Regions from separate parts of the Mus musculus genome. Here all the other regions are linked to region 2. Evidence: chromatin contacts called from public promoter capture Hi-C data. All regions are on one chromosome and are shown on one strand. The core of a region is the stretch at or near the end of the contact, and the rest is flanking DNA. Distances in the headings are between cores, read along the strand shown.

Region 1 (4,001 bases), core at 293-2,792, 170 kb after region 2:
CAACCACTCAGGCCCCCGCTCCAGGGATGTGGTAGCGTCTTCTGGCCTCTTGGGCAACCGAAACAGCGTGTGCATAGAACCACCACCACCACCACAGGCATACATACACACTTAAAATAAACCATCTAAAAGTACTAACTGGGGCTGTTCTTCCAGAGGACACGGACTCGCTCCTCAGCACCCATAAGGTAGCTCCTAACCCTAAGTGACCTGATTGTCTCTCTCCTGCTCTTCTGGCCTCCACGGGGACAAGGTACAGAACTGCTGTGCACACACATCTCCTAGCAAAACACCCATATCTTTTTTTGTTTGTCTAAAGATAGTTTCTCCAAAAACACTGAATTAACAAACAATGTTACTTCAATTCTCAGAGATGATAAAGATAAATTCAAACTTTACTACTCACTATAAAATTATATGCTCTATTTACAATGAAAACAAATGCTTTTACAAAATTCCAAGAAAAAATCCACGCGCATAAAAAAATCCTGTGTGCACACACAAAGAACACAAATATATTTCTATCTTACTAATGCATACATACACACAGCAATTAGCAATACAATCAACTGTGAGGAAACTACAATCAATCCAATGGCTAGGTGCATTTGCCTCTCAACTAGCTCAGCGGGGGTAATAGGTAACGTTCCTTTACATGTAACACAGAAATCATGACAGTAAATACAACAATATGTGACATCTAAAAACAGGAACCCGGAGAGGAATCATATGGCACTGAAGAGATATGTCACTACCACCCTACTAGGAGCGTCTTACGAGCAGAAAACACACAGGAGTGTCACGAAGCATACCCCTCCCCCATCAGACTCTTCCAAAGGCTCAGGAAACTGTATCAGACCAGTTGTCCTATCTACTTTATAGACAATAAAGCAGAGATCATTTCTACAATGCCATACTGCCAACAAGTGCAAAGGCAGGATCTGAAGCAGCTGCAGCTGAGCAGAGTCCAGCCGGCACTGCCAGGCCTCTCTGGCACTGCCAGGGCTCACAGTTTCCACAGGAGCCCCTTTTTCCTACATGGCTCTGGGCTGCTAATTCACACAGCTCTAACTCACAAACTGTCTCTCCCTCCAAAAATAAATAAATGAATGTTTAAAGCAGTGTTTGTCTCTAGCAGAAATGCTGCAGATACTCAATGCGTGTGAACTCGACTGCTCAAATGAAGCAGGCAGAGTATATCCTGCATTAAAAACAAAATCTAGTGAAGAACACATCTCAGAATCACAAGTGCTATCAACTGGCTGAACACATGTCTAGTGTGTGCCCTTTGCTCCTACTACTCTAGAGGCTGGGAAACAGCAAACACAAGCATCTCTCCCCTGGTAGAAGTTATGTTCCAGGAAGTGGAAGACCACAAATATGCTCACATTCAACAATCTCAAGTGGGAAGACAACGAGGACCAGGACGGCTGCAAATGAAGACACGTTTCTATCTGGGATGACCTCCTGAGACACTCCAATGAGATAGTGAGGGAAGAAGCCACAGGGCCAGGACGACGGACTCTGAGGCAAGGGCAAGTGCTCACAATCAGTTGGTCCAGACACGGTCAGAATCCAAGAGGCCAGGCAGACTGGAAGGACAAGAGACAACGAGGGGCTAAAAAGAAGTTCCAAGAGTTCGGGGCAGGGGCAGAGAAAGCTGGACCTGGCAGACATTAGAGACTTTGGAGGCCTTGTAAAAGTGTTGGCTGTCATTCAAGGGCGTGAACTGACTCTTCTTGGCATTCCCATAAGGATATGATAGGAAAGAAATAATGATCACATTGGTCACAGCCAGAGTGCTCGCTGCTCTTCCAAACAAGCAGAGCTAAGTTTCCAGCACCCACATGACATGTCTCACAACTTCCCGGAACTCCAGCTTCTCTGTGATCTAAAACCCTCTGCTGAGGGGAAGGCATACAAATATAGTAATGAAATACTTAGGTTTTTAAAAAAGATCCTGTCAGATGTGGTGGCACACACCTTTAATCCAAGCACATGAGAGGCAGGCAGATCTCTGTAACTTTGCAGCCAGTCTCTCATGCCTGCCACCAAGACCTCCCTCAAAAAAAAAAAAAAAAATCACCTCCCCATAAAAAAGGAAAACTTGAAGCACAAGGGCTGATTAAGGCTAAAATAGCCAAGATGGTGGAGGTAGACAATGGAAAATGTCTGATTTCTATGGACTTTCAAATCTGTTTCTAGAATTTTGTGTATTTATCTTTGTAGTTCTGGAGACTGAACTCGGGGCACTGCACATGATATATGAGCAATCTACCACAAAACAACAATTCAAGTGCTCTTCTCCTGTTTTTCTGAAAGGGCTCTGAGATGCCCAGGCCCTAGGTTAAGCTCTTCTACCTCGACTTCCTAGATGGGATTAGATCTGTACTACTAGGTCCAGCTTTCTAGGTGTTTTTAAGATAAAAGCAAACTGATGTCACTTCGGTGACAATGATGTCACCAACAATGCTGAGGAATGTGGCCTGAACAACTGGCAGATGAAGCCACCATTGTCTGAGATCTGGGAGCTCAGTGGTAGACCTGGGGTTCATCCTGAGCATGGTGAGGAGACAGGACGCACATGTAAGGATCTAGACAGACAAGTGTCTGCACTCAAGAGAGAAACTTAGGTTTGGTGGTTTGGAGAGATAGCTCAGAGATGAAGAACAATGGAATTCATCCTAGCACCCACAGGACTATATGGTAGACAGACAGACACACAGATAGAATATCCATACACATAAAATTAAAAACAAACAAATCTTTTTTTAAAAAAAGAAACTTAGATTTTACATTAGTAAAGCATGAAACCAAAGGAGACCATCAAGAAAGTAAGTGAAAAATTTGACAGATCATCAACTTCACAGAACACTCATCTCTCATGCTGAGGGGGTGTACATACCAAGCACAGACTGTACACTGCCCACAGCAGTGACCCCAAGGTTCACCAAAGATTTTCTCAATTCTTTCTTAGGAGTTTTCTGATCAACACCAAAGGTTAAAGGAAGGATATCAACTGTCCTTCCCCCAGTCCACTGGAACCAAGATACATCTGAGAGGAAACAGACATAAATAGCAACTATGCAGGAAAAATATGTGTAAACTAAACCAAACCATGCCGTGGTAACATCTATAGCCTTATAAAATTCAATAGGTGTTACTGTTATAGAAATGCCACAACAGCCAAAGCAGGCACAAAAAGGGGCTAAGCAAGATGACTAAAATCACACACATGATGTTTCTTACATCTACAACCCACTTGTGATGCTGAGATTAAACCCAGGACCTTGTACATGGTTATAACTGCTCTTCCAGACGGTTAAATCACCACCAGCAGCGCCCATCTCCCCTGACTCCCATCCCTTCTCTCACCTACCTCTGTTTGTCTGTTTTCCAGAAAGGGTCACCATATGTAGACCAGGCTAGCCTTGAACAGAGATCCACTCGTCTCTGCATCCAAAGTGCTGGGATTAAAGGTGTACACCATCATGCCTGGCCAGAGTCCATCTCTTAACCACAAAGCTATCCTGCTTTAAATTATGTGCCTCAAAATTCCAGGTTATCTCATGTAGTGAGCAATGAAAACCTGGTGCTGTTGCAGACTATTAAAATTAAAAAACAAAAACAAAAAGAAAACCTTTGAAAACCAGCAATGTTATCTGGCAGTGAGGATTATTTTCCATCATAAGTTGTTGAATACCAGGCCAAGCCTGATGATGGCTCTAAATCCTGGCACTTGAGAGGCAGAGGTAGGCAGATCTCTTTAAAGTTTGTCTATATAGTGAGTTTCAGGCTAGCCACGATGGTGGGAGGGATGGAGTGTGAGAGCAACAACAGGAGAGATGGTTCAGCAATTAAAAGTGTATACTGTTCTTCTAGAGAACCTAAGTTTGGTCACAGCACCCACTTCAGGATGCTTATAATTCCTGCTCCAGGCTATCTGACGCCTCTGTGCATTCATATGAGCGCACACACATGCATGCACGTGCCAACACCAA
Region 2 (4,408 bases), core at 1,547-4,046:
CTCTGTGTAAACAGTTGAGAGATCTGCAGTGGGCAGCCTCAATCATTCTGAGACACTGCTCACTCCTAGTATTTTAATCTACTAACCATATTTTATACATATGTTAAAGAAAGGCAAATGGGGAAAAAGGAAGGAAGAACTGGGTATCTGCACAGATGTAATTCTAAAAGGATCTGACTTGTTATTCTCTCGGGTGCCATGAGGTTAACACGTAATACCCACTCAACTAACCCTCTATAAACAGTTGGTTTTCCTAATCACAGCCACTATTCCCACTTCAGTGGGCAGCAGCATTCAGAGGAAAGCCAGACCTAGCCCCTGTATAACAAACTCCAGAAACCAAGTGTTAGGAAAGCTGATGTCCGTTGCACAGGCACTTTTATCAGACATAAAGGCCTGTAGTGAATGGGAGGAATGGGACTCCTACAGGAGCCTCCAAAGGTAAGGAGACCTGCTCCCACCCAGGGACTCCTGTAGGCTCTCCTCCACCTTTCCCGAGTAACTCAAGAGCAAGGACAGGTGACGGGGAGAACAGCTCCAGAGCAGAACCACTGTGTGCATGGTGTGGCGGCAACGGTGCAGAGCTCAGCGGGAAACACTTTTCTAGCATGATGACGACCAGGGTCTGATCCCTAGCAAGCACACATATGTGCACACAAAGACTTGTTTTCAACAGAATATAATAGATTGGGAAAATATTTTTATATACTCTTTATAGATATCACCTCATTTAAATTTTCACTCATGGTCTAAGAACTTGGAGTTATCACATGGTTTCACAGGAATCAAAAAACAAAAGTGTCCAGTAACCTGCCTGAAGCCCACAGCATGAGTGGCAGAGACAACAGCAGTCCATTGCAGCAACAGTTAAACAGTACTTTAGCCTTTTCATTTTTTTTTTCTTTAAAGCATTTTTAAAAAAATTATCTTTATTAGTTAGGCAGTGGTGGCACATATATTTAATCCCAGCAGTCAGTAGGATCTTGGTTAGCTTGAGGCCAGTCTGATCTACAGAGTGAGTTCCAGGACAGTCAGAGTTACACAGAGAAATGAGAAATGTGTCTCAAACAAAACAACCCCCCCCCAATAAAACCAAAACCAACCAACTAAACAGACAAAAAAAACAAAAAAACCCAAAACAAAAAAACCCTCCTATAGACGTGGTAGGTGTGTGTGTGTGTGTGTGTGTGTAAAATATTTTGAGGCTCAAGAAGTGGCTTACAGATTAAGAACACTTGCTACACTGGGCAGTGGTGGCGCACACCTTTAACCCCAGCACTTAGGAGGCAGAGGCAGGCGGATTTCTGAGTTCGAGGCCAGCCTGGTCTACAACAGAGTGAGTTCCAGGACAGCCAGGGCTACACAGAGAAATCCTGAAACCCTGTCTTGAAACAAAACAAAACAAAACAAACAAGAATACTTGCTGCTTGGGCGGATTTCTGAGTTCGAGGCCAGCCTGGTCTACAACAGAGTGAGTTCCAGGACAGCCAGGGCTACAGAGAGAAAGCCTGAAACCCTGTCTTGAAACAAAACAAAACAAAACAAACAAGAATACTTGCTGCTTGCTGTTTTTGTAGAGAACACAGTTTGATTACCAGCACCTACATGGTGGTTCGTAACTGTCTGTAATTCTAGTTCCAGGGGATCAAATGCCCCCTTCTGACCTCTGCAGGCATCCATGTGGTGCACAGACATACATACATGCAAAACACTCATACACATAAAATAATCTTTAAAAATATTTATTCTGAGGCTAGAGAGATGGCTCAGCAATTAAGAGCATTGACTGCTTTTCCAGAGGGCCCAGGATTAATTTCCAGCACCCACATTGTAGCTCATGACCATCTGCAACTGTAACTTTGTTCTAGAGGATCCACAGATACCCTCTTCTGACCTCCTCAGGCAAAACATCATATACATACAATAAAAGTAAAAAAAAAAAAAAAAAAAAAAAGCCGGGCGTGGTGGCGCACGCCTTTAATCCCAGCACTCGGGAGGCAGAAGCAGGTGGATCTCTTGAGTTCGAGGCCAGCCTGGTCTACAGAGTGAGTTCTAGGACAGCCAGGGCTACACAGAGAAACCCTGTCTCGAAAAACCAAAAAAAAAAAAAAAAAAAGTTAAAAAAAAAATCTCAATTTTATTTGTTTTATATATACGCCTGTATGCCGTGTGTGTGTGTGTGTGTGTGTGTGTGTGTGTGTGTGTGCTGAGAGGTCTAAAGAGAGTGCTAGATCTCCTGAGCTACAGTAACAAGAGATTTAGATGCCGGATGTAGGCGCTGTCAAGTGAGTCCTGTTCTTCTGTTAGGACAGGAAGTGCTCTTAAGCTATGAGCCATCTCTCCAGGGTCTCCCAGGCCCCAGCACCCCACTTTTTTTTAGGCTGAGAACATCTGTCTCATGCAAAGAAGCACCATTTCAGAAACAATAACTTCCCAGTAACCTGTCAAAATGTGATTTGAACTTCCCACAGCATCAAACTAAGCCAGAAAAAACCTTCAGAGAGATCAGGTGCTATAGATACCGGCCAGACCATCGATACAACACAGGTCTGCTGACCCCCCCAGAACCCAGTCATGCCCTTCTGATGTTTCAAATCTTCTGGGACTAGCAAAGAAAGAAGCCCGTAATACAATAGAAGAAAATGTGGCAAAGCATCTAGATTGTAAGAATTTTCTATAGAAAGTTTCATAACCATAAGGTTTTTATCAAGGAAGTTCTGGAACACTGGTACCTGCAAAGTCCCTCATCTTCTGCAACAGAATGAAGTGACCTTTGCCTCCTCCCTTAGTGGTCTGTAATGATTAGCCAGGCTCGGTAGATAGCTAAGGAAAATATAAGACAAGTGCCTCTCCCAGCTGACTAGAACAATTAAGAGATTCACCCAACTACCAAACTCCTCCCAAGCAAGGAGAAGGGAGTGGGACCTAATGACACTCAGCAGAAGTGGGAGAGGCCCTCCAGGGCTGCAGACCTCTCTGCTTCCTGTACTCTAGGGACTGTGCCCACACGAAACGGCTGGGAACTGGGAGGGAACGGTGTTAGAGAAGGCACAGGCATGGCAGGTGAGGGGAAGCATCCCTGGAATGACAGGGCTGCTCCGCAGCAGGAAAGGGCACAAGTTAACTGAATCAGACCCTGACGTGGGCAGCCAGGGTCAGGTGGGATTAGGACAGACTTTCTAGTTAGGAAACCAGGTAAGGAACACTGTGCTAGGTTAAAGGTCAGCCAGGCCTGCTTTCTGCTACTCTGCTGAATAAAACTGTCTTGCGTTTCCAAGGTTGTTAAGCAAGCACAAGACCCTGGATGGATTCCCAGCATCCCCAGCCCCCACCTCCATCTAAGATTTTGGTTTAATCCTCAATTGTACTACTTTTCTTTTTTCTTCCTTGCTTCCTCCCTTCCGGTCCTACAAAGCATCAAGATAAAAAGATTGTCCAGATTTCTTTTGTCAGATCTTTACGATTTACAACTTTCAGCAGATAAAAGAGACAGATAAGAGTCTAGAGCAGGAGGGTTGAGATAATTGCTAAGGGCTCAATCCCAGCACCAGTAACAAAAAAAAAAAAAAAAAAAAAAAAAAAAACAAAAAAAACAAAAAGAAAAAAAAACAAAACAAACAAACAAACAAACAAAAAGACCAACTGAGCTGATAGGCTAAAAATGAGCTATCAACTTGACACATCTCACTGACTTTTCTACTCAGCCCAAAGAAGGCTGCTACTTTTGAGTCAAGACACTCTTTTTTTATTTTGTTTTTTGTTTGTTTGTTTGTTTGTTTGTTTAGAGACAGGGTTTCTCTGTGTAGCCCTGGCTGTCCTGGAACTCACTCTGTAGACCAGGCTGGCCTCAAACTCAGAAATCCGCCTGCCTCTGCCTCCCAAGTGCTGGGATTAAAGGTGTGCGACACCACTGCCTAGCATTAAAGTATGTAACAAACTTAGAAAATATGAGATTCTCAGAACACTTAAGAGTTTTTACATCGCTGCTGCTGCTCTGCTCTCCATTACAAAGTCTCTTCAAAACCTGTTCTGGAAAGAGTAAGAAACAGGTTGTTTCCACAATATATCTTAATATCTATAGTTTGAGTCCTCTCAGTGGCCCATCTCCACACATTTAGATGCACAATGATGATTTAATCTTAACTTAGTTATCATTAACTGGAGAAATCTGTTTACTGGGATATACTTGGAATCTCAGAACCTTTCTCCCCAGTTATCAGGGTTCTACAGTCCAGAAACAAACTGTTCATTTTTAATAATAAGTAAGAGCATTAAACACCAAGAGGCAATCAGTAACCACCAACTGAGAAAACCTACCATCACTTTGGTAATGGATATTCTTCATTCACCCCTCTCTTCCTAAAAGCCAGACTAAATATCAATCCTAGCCCTCCTCCCCTCCTAGGTG
Region 3 (3,781 bases), core at 499-2,998, 240 kb after region 2:
TTAATCTTAGGAAAATGGTTCTTTACTAAAGAAGAAATAGAAAAATGCCTTGCAAGCCTAGGTAAAGTTCTTACGGGTTATTAGAAATAGACTTTATTTAGCAGAAATAAAAAACTGTTTTGGATCTTGAAAGAGCTGTTCCACATCTCTTCCCCTCTCTCATTTGTTGCTTGGGTTTGAGGGTAGGGTGTGTGTCTACACCTCTCTGTGTGCATATCTTTATGTTTGGCTAGCCTGGTACTTTCGAAGTAGATCAGGCTGGCCTCTTAACTCAGAAGCCTCAGTCTGCCTCCTAAGTGCTAGGACTAAAGGCATGCATTACCACACCTGGCTCCTTTCAGGTTTGTTGTTGTTTCTCTCTATGTTTCTTTGTGTAGCCCTGGCTGTCCTGGAACCCACTTGTAGACCAGGCTGGCCTCAAACTCACAGAGATCTGACTGCCTCAGCTCCTGAGTGCTAGGATTAAAGGTGTGCACCTCTCCACCCAGATGTTCTCAGTTTTGAAGCCAAGGTTGCCCTTATGTCAGGCAAGCACTCAGAGCCTTCTAATTCTGTCAGTTAGCAAATGTTATCCTTTTACCTAAATGTCAAGATGCTATCAAAAAGATACTTAGCAAAGAGGATCAAAAAAGCAAAAATCGGGGCTGGAGAGATAGGTCAGCTGTTACGAGCACTGACTGCTCTTCCAGGTCTTGAGCTCAATTCCCAGCAACTACATGGTGGCTCACAACCATCTGTAATGGGATTCTATGCCCTCTTCTGGTATGAAGAAAAAATAGTCCTTTCAAGAAAAGGCAAAAAGTGGGGAGGGCATGGGGGACTTTTGAGCTAGCATTGGAAATGTAATTGAGGAAAATACGAAATAAAAAAAATCTATTAAAAAAAAAGGCAAAAAGTATTGAGTCAGTGAAATGTTATGTTTTCCCTTAAAAATTAATACTAGTATTGTAATGTCAATTATTACCTCTTTCTGACACATTAAAGTAAAATTCCTTTATGTGAGAAAATTATTAAAATCAACTCCATACTTCAGAGTTTACTAATGTAACACAGAAATAAGCATTACCCTTCAAAAGACAAGGATGGAAAAGTATAACAAGAAAAAGACCAAGAGCAGATAAATGAAATGAGCCAGGCACCTCTGTTGACACAAACTCAAACAAGAATATTCCTTTCCATTAGTGGAAAATGCAACAAAGACAAAACAGGAATAGATAAATAAGAGAGGAAGGAAAGCTGGGCTGTGGTGGCGCACACCTTTGATCCCAGTACTTGGGAGGCAGAGACAGGTGCATCTCTATGAGTCCAAAGACCGCTAGGACTACACAAAGAAACCCTGCCTCGAATGAATGAATGAATGAATGAATGAATGATGAATGATCAAAATAAACCCAAGTAAAATGCCTGCCTTGCAGGAATGAGGAACTGGGAGTCATACCCCACATGAAAATGCTGGCAGAATTAGCTTGGAATCCCATCTGGAATTCCAGCTGTTTTGGTGGCTGAGGCTCCAAGAGCTCAAGGTCAGCCTGTACAAAATGATGAAACGCTCAGTCCATAACTAAATACACACCATCCCAAATCAATAATCACGAAGAAAAGCACTACCATGAGTCAAATTCGTTTTAATTCTTAAGTGTCACTTACATTTATTTTATCAGTCACCACCGTCTAGAAACTGGTTTAGAGGAATGTCAAACACCCCCTCAGGAGAACAGAAACGCTAGGTCTAAGGGATCTGGTGCCCTCTTCTGGCCTCCCACTAGTCCTGCATGCACAACAGAACACACACTCACAGAAGCACTCATACACACCCCTCACACATGCTTTTTTATTTGTTTTAAGTTTCAACTAGCTCTATTCTCACAACCTTTTACTTCTTTCCAGAGTCACTTACTGTTCAAGGCAGAGAATCTAGATCTGAATCCCCATCACACACATGAAAAGTCACACATGGCTCCATGTACCTATAACCCCAGCACTGGACAGGCAGATGCCAAGAACTCACTGGTTGGCCAACCTAATCAAAGCAGTGAGCTTCCAGTTCAAATACAGACCCCATCTCAAGGCAGTAATACAGAGAATGACAGAAGACACCTGAAGACCTCCCCTGGCCTCCATAGGTACACACTTACACACTCATGCTATACACACACACACACACACACACACACACACACAAATAAAAAATCATGCTTATAATTCTTCTCTAAAAATCAGTCTCTTCTTGTATTCCCAAATTCTTAATGCATTTCATACCCCTAACTAGTTAAGCTTTATGGCCCCAGGTTAAGAGTAACAATTGCTCCGACAACTATCAAATCCAACTGATTTTTCATCTGTTTCATCAACAGATTCCCCTATCTGTTGCAGTGCATTTCGCTACCCATTAGAAATTGGGTCATGTACATTTTCATATAAAACTTTTTGCTAAATAAAGTTCTGTGACACACACACAAAAGTAGGAGGAGCTGAAGAAATGGCTCAGCATTTAAGAGTACTAGATGATCCTCCAGAGGTCCTGAGTTCAATTCCCCCAGAGGTCCTGAGTTCAATTCCCAGCAAACACATGGTGGGAACCGATACCCTATCCTGGCATACAGGTGTACATGCAGATAAAGCACTCATATACATTAAATAAATAAATCCTTAAAACACACACACAAGAAGATAGAGATTTGCTCTATATAATAAAACAAATCAGAACTGCAGTTAAATCCTCAGTGGGACTTGTCTGCCCCACAGCCAAGTACAGATATTAGATGACGTCACCCACTGCTGGTAGAGCTGTAGCATGGTAATTCTGGTTGGCTCTGTGTTGTTATAAAACACTGATCAAAACTTGAGAGAGAAAGGGGTGTAGTTTACTTGGTTGATAGTCCAGCCCACCATCCAAAGAAGTCAAGGCAAGAACTCAAGAAAGGAGCTTAAAGCAGAGATCACTGAAGAACAATGACTACTTCCTTTCATGGCCTGTTCAGCTTGCTTTCTTATTCAACCCAAGCCCACCTAAGAGTGGTGCCGCCCACAGTAGGATGGACCACATCCATCATTAATCAAGAAATGAGACAAACACTCCCACAAGCCAATTTGATAGAGGCAATTCCCCAATTGAGACCTTCTCTTCCTAGGTGAAACTAGTCTCTGTCAATGGTAGAAGTCACTCTGAAAAATAGTTTGGCAGTTCCTCAAAACACTAATGAAGAGGCCTGGCATAAATCACAATTTTCCTTCTAGGTATACACCCAAGAGAAATGAAAACACATGTTCACAGCAATGTGGTTTGGCAAACAATGTCTTCAACTGTAAGAAAGAGAGCATTAAAACTTCAAAATGTCATAATGATGCTTCAGCACATGCTGTCCCAAGATGCTGTACCTGACACAGGAAGGACACTTAACCATCGTCCGGAAAACATCATTCCCCATGGATCAGGAATCCTCAGGGATTTTCTTTCTCAATAACACAAACATGCATTTCCCACAGTGGAGAAGCCCCAGATATTTTGGCCAAATCTAAATGGTACAGTACAGATGCAGGAAGTGCCTTCCGGTTCACTTAAACTCTCCTACACATAAGCTACGTCTTCACAATCCTCCTCTGACACTTTATGAAAAACATGGAAGGATCACAGTGATAACAAGCAAGCAGTTATGTGGAAGTCTCAAGCATGTAATAAAAGGGTGCATTCTAATATATTACAGCTAGCCAGGAACAGGGCACAAACACACCAATACTCCTAGGACTTCCTGGGCTACTGAGCAAAACCTTGTTTCACAAA

Evidence for each region. Promoter capture Hi-C pulls out the DNA fragments that hold promoters and counts their contacts. Capture Hi-C pulls out chosen DNA fragments and counts their contacts.
Region 1: a contact with region 2 is called in a promoter capture Hi-C map of liver. The contact joins two enhancer-like sites. A contact is called at or near these places in 1 of 39 promoter capture datasets (the C10 cell line), 1 of 484 Hi-C or Micro-C datasets (nephron progenitors), 7 of 115 datasets of contacts at active chromatin or transcription factors (the 230-238 cell line, bone marrow-derived macrophages, embryonic stem cells and 2 more) and 4 of 9 other capture datasets (adipose tissue, embryonic stem cells, liver and 1 more).
Region 3: a contact with region 2 is called in a promoter capture Hi-C map of liver. The contact joins two enhancer-like sites. A contact is called at or near these places in 11 of 39 promoter capture datasets (the C10 cell line, the HPC-7 cell line, cranial neural crest and 8 more), 11 of 115 datasets of contacts at active chromatin or transcription factors (bone marrow-derived macrophages, embryonic basal ganglia, embryonic forebrain and 6 more) and 4 of 9 other capture datasets (adipose tissue, embryonic stem cells, liver and 1 more).

The regions. Positions count from the first base shown.
Region 1 is chr4:150,399,747-150,403,747 of GRCm38.p6, reverse strand. The region is part of intron 1 of Rere (arginine glutamic acid dipeptide (RE) repeats); the gene reads right to left. Among named protein-coding and RNA genes, the nearest start is that of Gm52709, 66 kb to the left of the region's middle. Within about 2 kb of position 1,542, at least 64 of the 459 cell types and tissues checked have an H3K27ac peak or open chromatin away from gene starts, as enhancers often do. A contact at or near this core is called in liver, where this site is marked.
Region 2 is chr4:150,571,034-150,575,441 of GRCm38.p6, reverse strand. All of the region lies in intron 12 of Rere (arginine glutamic acid dipeptide (RE) repeats), which reads right to left. Among named protein-coding and RNA genes, the nearest start is that of Slc45a1, 79 kb to the left of the region's middle. Within about 2 kb of position 2,796, at least 31 of the 459 cell types and tissues checked have an H3K27ac peak or open chromatin away from gene starts, as enhancers often do. A contact at or near this core is called in liver, where this site is marked.
Region 3 is chr4:150,325,653-150,329,433 of GRCm38.p6, reverse strand. All of the region lies in intron 1 of Rere (arginine glutamic acid dipeptide (RE) repeats), which reads right to left. Among named protein-coding and RNA genes, the nearest start is that of Rere, 46 kb to the right of the region's middle. Within about 2 kb of position 1,748, at least 3 of the 459 cell types and tissues checked have an H3K27ac peak or open chromatin away from gene starts, as enhancers often do. A contact at or near this core is called in liver, where this site is marked.